Linked DNA regions of Sus scrofa: region 2 is linked to region 1. The links are chromatin contacts, called in public HiChIP or PLAC-seq maps. All regions are on one chromosome and are shown on one strand. The core of a region is the stretch at or near the end of the contact, and the rest is flanking DNA. Distances in the headings are between cores, read along the strand shown. Region 1 overlaps KAT6B (histone acetyltransferase KAT6B). Region 2 holds the start of DUSP13 (dual specificity phosphatase 13).

Region 1 (2,700 bases), core at 6-2,505:
AAGTATGTGTTGGCACAGGTCACATTTTAGGGCAGTAGTGACCATTTTTACTTCAAAGGCAAAAAACAAATGTAAAACAACACTGGGAACAACTGTATTTTGATATTACACAAAACGACCAAGCAACCTCAGAGCTTCCTTCTCCCCTCCCCCAACCACAGCCACAGCCGCAGCCCCCCCAACACACACACACACACACACACACACACACACACACACACACACACACACCCCACTCCTCAATTTAATCTCAAAATTAGCTCTCATCTGACACCAACCAACAGAGTTAATTAGGCAGAAGCAGATGTAACTCAGCAGCTCTTTGCTACAAGCTGAATCAGTGTTAAAAAAACACAGAGCTAGAAGAACAAAATCAGAAATCGCTTATCTGTAGCCAATTCTCAACTTAACACACGTATATTATTCACTTTGTGTCTTATCCACTGCAAATTTTTTAATCTTGGGCTGGTTTGTTTCTGATATCCCACTGGCCCCACTGTAAAATGATACACACTATAGACTGAAAATTTAATTTTATTTTAAGCAGTATCTAACTATAAAGACAAATCTAGGGGAAAAATGCATAATTCACTCAAAAGCGAAACAGAAATGTTTTTTCCCACCGATTCAGAATTATCCACACCACTTCTCTTTTTCAGAGCCCTGGGATTTGTTGGGATTTGTTGTATGTAGACAGTACATTCTATCACAAGTACAACCCTAAAAATCATTATTCTCTTTTCATTTTTCTCTATAAAAACTTTAAAGTTGGACTAAAAGTCTACCAAAATGAATATGAATCATTCTAAATTAATTCTGGGGACTCATGCTACATCAAAATTAAATTATTCTATTTTTTAAGGTTTTGAATCATTTATTTTTAACTAAAAAATAACATCAGTAAATTATATGGTTGTACCATACAGTCTTATAATAAAACACTATTTACATCATTCATTACAAACTATTCTAAACAGATCTAGAGAAATGCTTAGTCCAACACTGAGCTTTTGGCTTCATTAGTATTATATAAATATCAACACTATTCAGAAATACTCATGTCAGCATAAGAAGAGTCAAAATATCCTGAATCATAAATATTACGTGAAGCGTCTTCTAAGCTTTTACTGAAGCTGTGTGTTGTTTCAAAATCAATGTCATAACACTCGAGTCATGGGATTATGGGTGAGCCAAAAATGGTGGTAGAAAAAAAATAAAGATTAATAATAGAGTTTACTCTTGTCATCCTGAGTTTCACTTGCTAACAGTTATTTTTAGCTCTCTCACTTTTATAGGCTCCTGGGTTTTTTCATAGCCTATTATGTAATTGAGTGAGAATCTACAAATCTTAACAATATCTTCTGAAACAGAACATATACTGCTTAAGAGAAGGGACCACAACTTTTCTTCTATAACCACCCAGCACAATTGTTCAAATCAGCATCCTTAGGGAACAAATTATCTGTCGTCTGACAACATCAAATATCATCCATATGGTAATATTTGTTAACAGTTCAAGTCTTGGATGCATCTATTTCCCCTAAAATCAATGCTCAAGGCCCAAAACATGTGAATCGGGAGGTGAGGTTATAAATACTAATCAAAGAACAACCAACAAATACTTAGTGAGATGTTGTTCTGTGTGTGCAGCCCTATGGTAGATGCCATGGGGATAAGAAGCAATTAAGCACCAATAGGAGGTTACTCAAAAAGTTAAACAAAATTACCACATGACCCCGCAATTCCATTTTTAGCTAATACCCCAAAGAACTGCAAGAAAGTACTCAAATAAATACATGTACACTCATGTTCATGACGTCACTATTCACAATAGCCAAAAAGTGGACAGGCTAATGTCCATCAACAGATGAATGGATTAACCAAATGTGATATAGCCATACACTGGAGTATTATTCAGCCACAAAAAGTGAAATAGTGATGTATACTACATCACAAAAATATGCTGTAAAAGAAGCCAGACACATAAAGCTACATATCATATAATCCCTTTTATATAAAACATCCAGAATAAAGCCATAAACAGAACATATATCAGTGGGGCCTGGGCAGGGATGTCGGGTGGTTGTGTGGAGAAACTACTTAATGGGTAAGGGATTTTATTTTGGAGTGATGAAAATGTTTTGAAGTTAGAGGAGGTAGTCAAACACTGTAACTGTACTAAATGTCACTGAATTGTTCACTTTAACATGATTAAGTTTGGGAATTCCCTTGTGGTACAGCAGGTTAAGGTTCTGGTGTTGTCACTGCAGCAGCAGCTCAGGTTGTTGCTGTGGCACAGATTCAATTCCTGGCCCAGGAATTTCCATATGCCACAGGTGCAGGCCAAAGAAAAAAAAAAAAAAGGAGTTCCTGTCATGGCTCAGTGGAAGCAAATATGACTAATATCCATGAGGATGCAGGTTCGATCCCTGACCTCCCTCAGTGGGTTAAGGATCTGGTTTTGCTGTGAACTGTGGCATAGGTCACAGACACAGCTTGGATCTGGTGTGGCTGTGGCTGTGAATCTCCATATGCCACAGGTATGGCCCTAAAAAGACAAAAGAAAGAAAGAAAAAGATTAAAATAAAAAACAAAAGAACCCTGTAAAGTAGCACTACTTCTCCATTTGCAAAAGGAAAATTTAGACCTAACTTCCTCAAAACCTCAGACCACTAAATCTTGAAAGATTTTAATTCAGAT
Region 2 (2,700 bases), core at 174-2,673, 260 kb before region 1:
TGCCATGCCATTCAGTTCCCTGCCTTGGACCCAGCATCTGAATTTCTACCTTCACCCTGACCCAGTGTGATTTCAGAGATCTGCAGAAGGATCCTCCCTAAACTCTCTTCTTTTCTGGTTCTGGGGAACCCTTTAGGACATAAAGCCTTTCCTGACATCTACCCCTGCCTCCCTCCTGTTCTGTGTTTAGTGCATTTGGAGCAACAGCAGATCGTCTTTAAACTGCACAAGTGGAACAGATCCCCAGTTCCTCCTCTCCCCAAGCCACCCCCCCTTCTGCTGGAACCTCCAGTGTCCCCAGCTGCACAGTAGAAGGAGTTGGGCTTCCCCAGCAGCAATATGACTTCTCAGGCTCCCAGCCCACAAATGGTTGCTGAAGTACTGCTACACTTTCTTTGTCGGGAAGTGTCTCTTCCTGGGGGGGGAGGGCGGTAGTGGATGTGGGGGGCCCAGATTGTGAGGAAGCTGCAGTATGCCCACTGCCTTTCTTCTCCCACACTGCCCAGGCTGGGGCTCTCTCTGGCCCCAACAGCCCATCTTCCTCACATTCACATCCCCAGTGAGGGCCATCAGATGGAAGGTTAAACCTCCAGAGCTGCTCTCCACTCCCCCTATTCCACCTCCAGCTCCTATGACCTATGCTGCTCCTTCTTTCTTCTCTCCTCAACCCTGACTTTGGCTGTACCCTCACCACCCACTGGCTTGGAGGAGGTGCCAGCTGGGAATTGGGCACTAGCCTAGGCTCTCCTGGGAGTTGGAAGAACAGCAGGTTTCTCCTCCTGCCAAGAGCTTCCCTGGGGCATGGACTGAATCTCCCCTTGCCCGCCACCCATAAGAACTGTTTTGGTCTCTGAATGTATAGCCAGCCCAACCAAGGGGGGGGGGGTACATGAGCACATGCTCAAGCTATCAGGAGGATGAGCATCTTAGGGAAGAGGATTAGGGCAGAATGAAGGGCTAGGTTTAGAGTTTGGGGGTGAGTGTACTGGAAGAACATGAGGGTTATAGCTTGAGTTGGGATTAGACCTGGGGTGATGCTGAGGGGGAAACTGTTGTGGGGAGCTCTACAGGTGTGGGAGCTGAGAAGGGGACAGCAATGGCGTGTTCCCAGCCTGTTCCCTTTCCTCTAAACAGGTTTTGGGAACACAGCAGAACAGCAGATCTCTGATCGTGCCTAACTACCCCACTTCCTTAGCCTGGGGCCCTTAAATACCCTGACCTCAGAACTCAGCGCTTTTCCTCAGACAGCTGGCTTTGAGGGAGTCAGCTGGGTTATAGCATTGCACAATTCCTGGGGGTGTCATCCACCAAATAGCCTGTGTAGCTGGAGCCCCCAGCGTGCAGGAAGCAATCTGCATGACTGTACACAGCAGCCCTGGGGCTGAGGACTCTGAGAGATGAGGAAGCTGTGGCGAGAGGTCATTCCTCTCCATGAACCCTGGGCCCAAACCTGCCTCCTCATCTCTCTTGGCACCTGTACCCACTTGACCTTACGCTGACACACAAAGCAGAAGCAGGTTTAGCTGGCAGCTCTTGCCTCTGCCCTGATGAGTCCCAACCAATCTGAGCCTTGGTTTATCTGCCTGTAACATGGAGTTCATCTCTTCCCCCAGAGCTGGTCCTTAGTCCCCGCCACGGGGCTCTGCTGCTTTGCCACCCTGGCTCTGGCCCTGCTTGTGCTGAGAGAGGCTCTGGCCCAGGTGGAAACTCAGAAGATGGTAAGAGCCCAGTGTGGGGTCCGCCTTAGAGCCTGCAACTCCATCCGCTTCCTCCTGTTGCCTGCGGTCCCGCTCAGCCACTGTCTCCAGTTCTCACAGGTGGGAAGGGGCTCCACTCTCAGCCCAGCCCTGAGACTCCTTGACCAGGAACCCCAAGTTCCCTCAGGGGTGGGGAGGCATGGGAGGTGAGCTGGAGGGGAGTTTAAATGTTCGTGATAGCTTTGGGCCAGCAGCTCTCCCCAGGACTCAGGGAGCTGCGGGGGGGTTGTGGGGTTGGGAGGGGGGGCGGCGAGCCCTAGCTCCCTGGAGTTTAGGCTTCAGAGACCCAGTGGAGGAGTGGCTGTGGTTGTGCATATGTCTGTGTGCGTCAGTTCTCTGGGAGTGTGAGTGGGGCAGAGTATTAAGGTATCAGGATATGAGGAAAGTCTCTGGGGGCCAGGGAGTGTTCTTAATAGGCCCCAATCCAAGGTCCCTAACTGCCCCATTAGCCTTGAAAGGGACTTTAAAGACCATCTCACTGGCCTCAGGGGACAGTGATACCTGAGCCAAGAATGCCTTCTGGAAGAGGGAGGAGCCTGGCAGGCGGCAGAGTGGTTTCTGGAAACACAGCTTCAGACTGCAGGCTGGGTATGGTCCAAAGCTCTGCTCTCAACTCCCCTTATATCTTTGTCCGTTTGTCTGCCCACACTTCTCAGGCTGAGTCTTCTGGATCTTAATCCCAGGGCATTCCTGTAATCCTTGGTTCCCAACCTAGCACCCCTGGGTCCAGGCTCTCGCATGGGCAAATGCTGCCAGTTTATGTGTGATTGGGGGTAGTCTCTCCCCTGTCTTCCTCCATGGCAGATCCTTCTAGCTTTAACTTTCTGCCCATGCTCCACATCACCCCCTCAAGGCCAAGGGAGCTTTCAAAACGCTGATGCAGTCTTCCTTCTTCCCGCCTCACAGTCAACATCCACACACACACACATCCCACAGGCAGATT

What was found. HiChIP or PLAC-seq counts read pairs in DNA pulled down with a chosen protein or histone mark.
Region 2: a contact with region 1 is called in an H3K27ac HiChIP or PLAC-seq map of skeletal muscle. The contact joins the promoter of DUSP13 here to the enhancer-like site in region 1. A contact is called at or near these places in 7 of 47 Hi-C or Micro-C datasets (blood, embryonic fibroblasts, heart right ventricle and 3 more) and 2 of 2 datasets of contacts at active chromatin or transcription factors (alveolar macrophages and skeletal muscle).

Annotation. Positions count from the first base shown.
Region 1 is chr14:77,412,021-77,414,720 of Sscrofa11.1, reverse strand. The region is part of intron 1 of KAT6B (histone acetyltransferase KAT6B); the gene reads right to left. Among named protein-coding and RNA genes, the nearest start is that of KAT6B, 23 kb to the right of the region's middle. Within about 2 kb of position 1,255, at least 6 of the 83 cell types and tissues checked have an H3K27ac peak or open chromatin away from gene starts, as enhancers often do. A contact at or near this core is called in alveolar macrophages and skeletal muscle, where this site is marked.
Region 2 is chr14:77,671,460-77,674,159 of Sscrofa11.1, reverse strand. It overlaps DUSP13 (dual specificity phosphatase 13), which reads left to right and starts at 1,423. Exons shown (of 5, transcript NM_001243472.1): 1 at 1,423-1,817. The coding sequence starts at 1,716.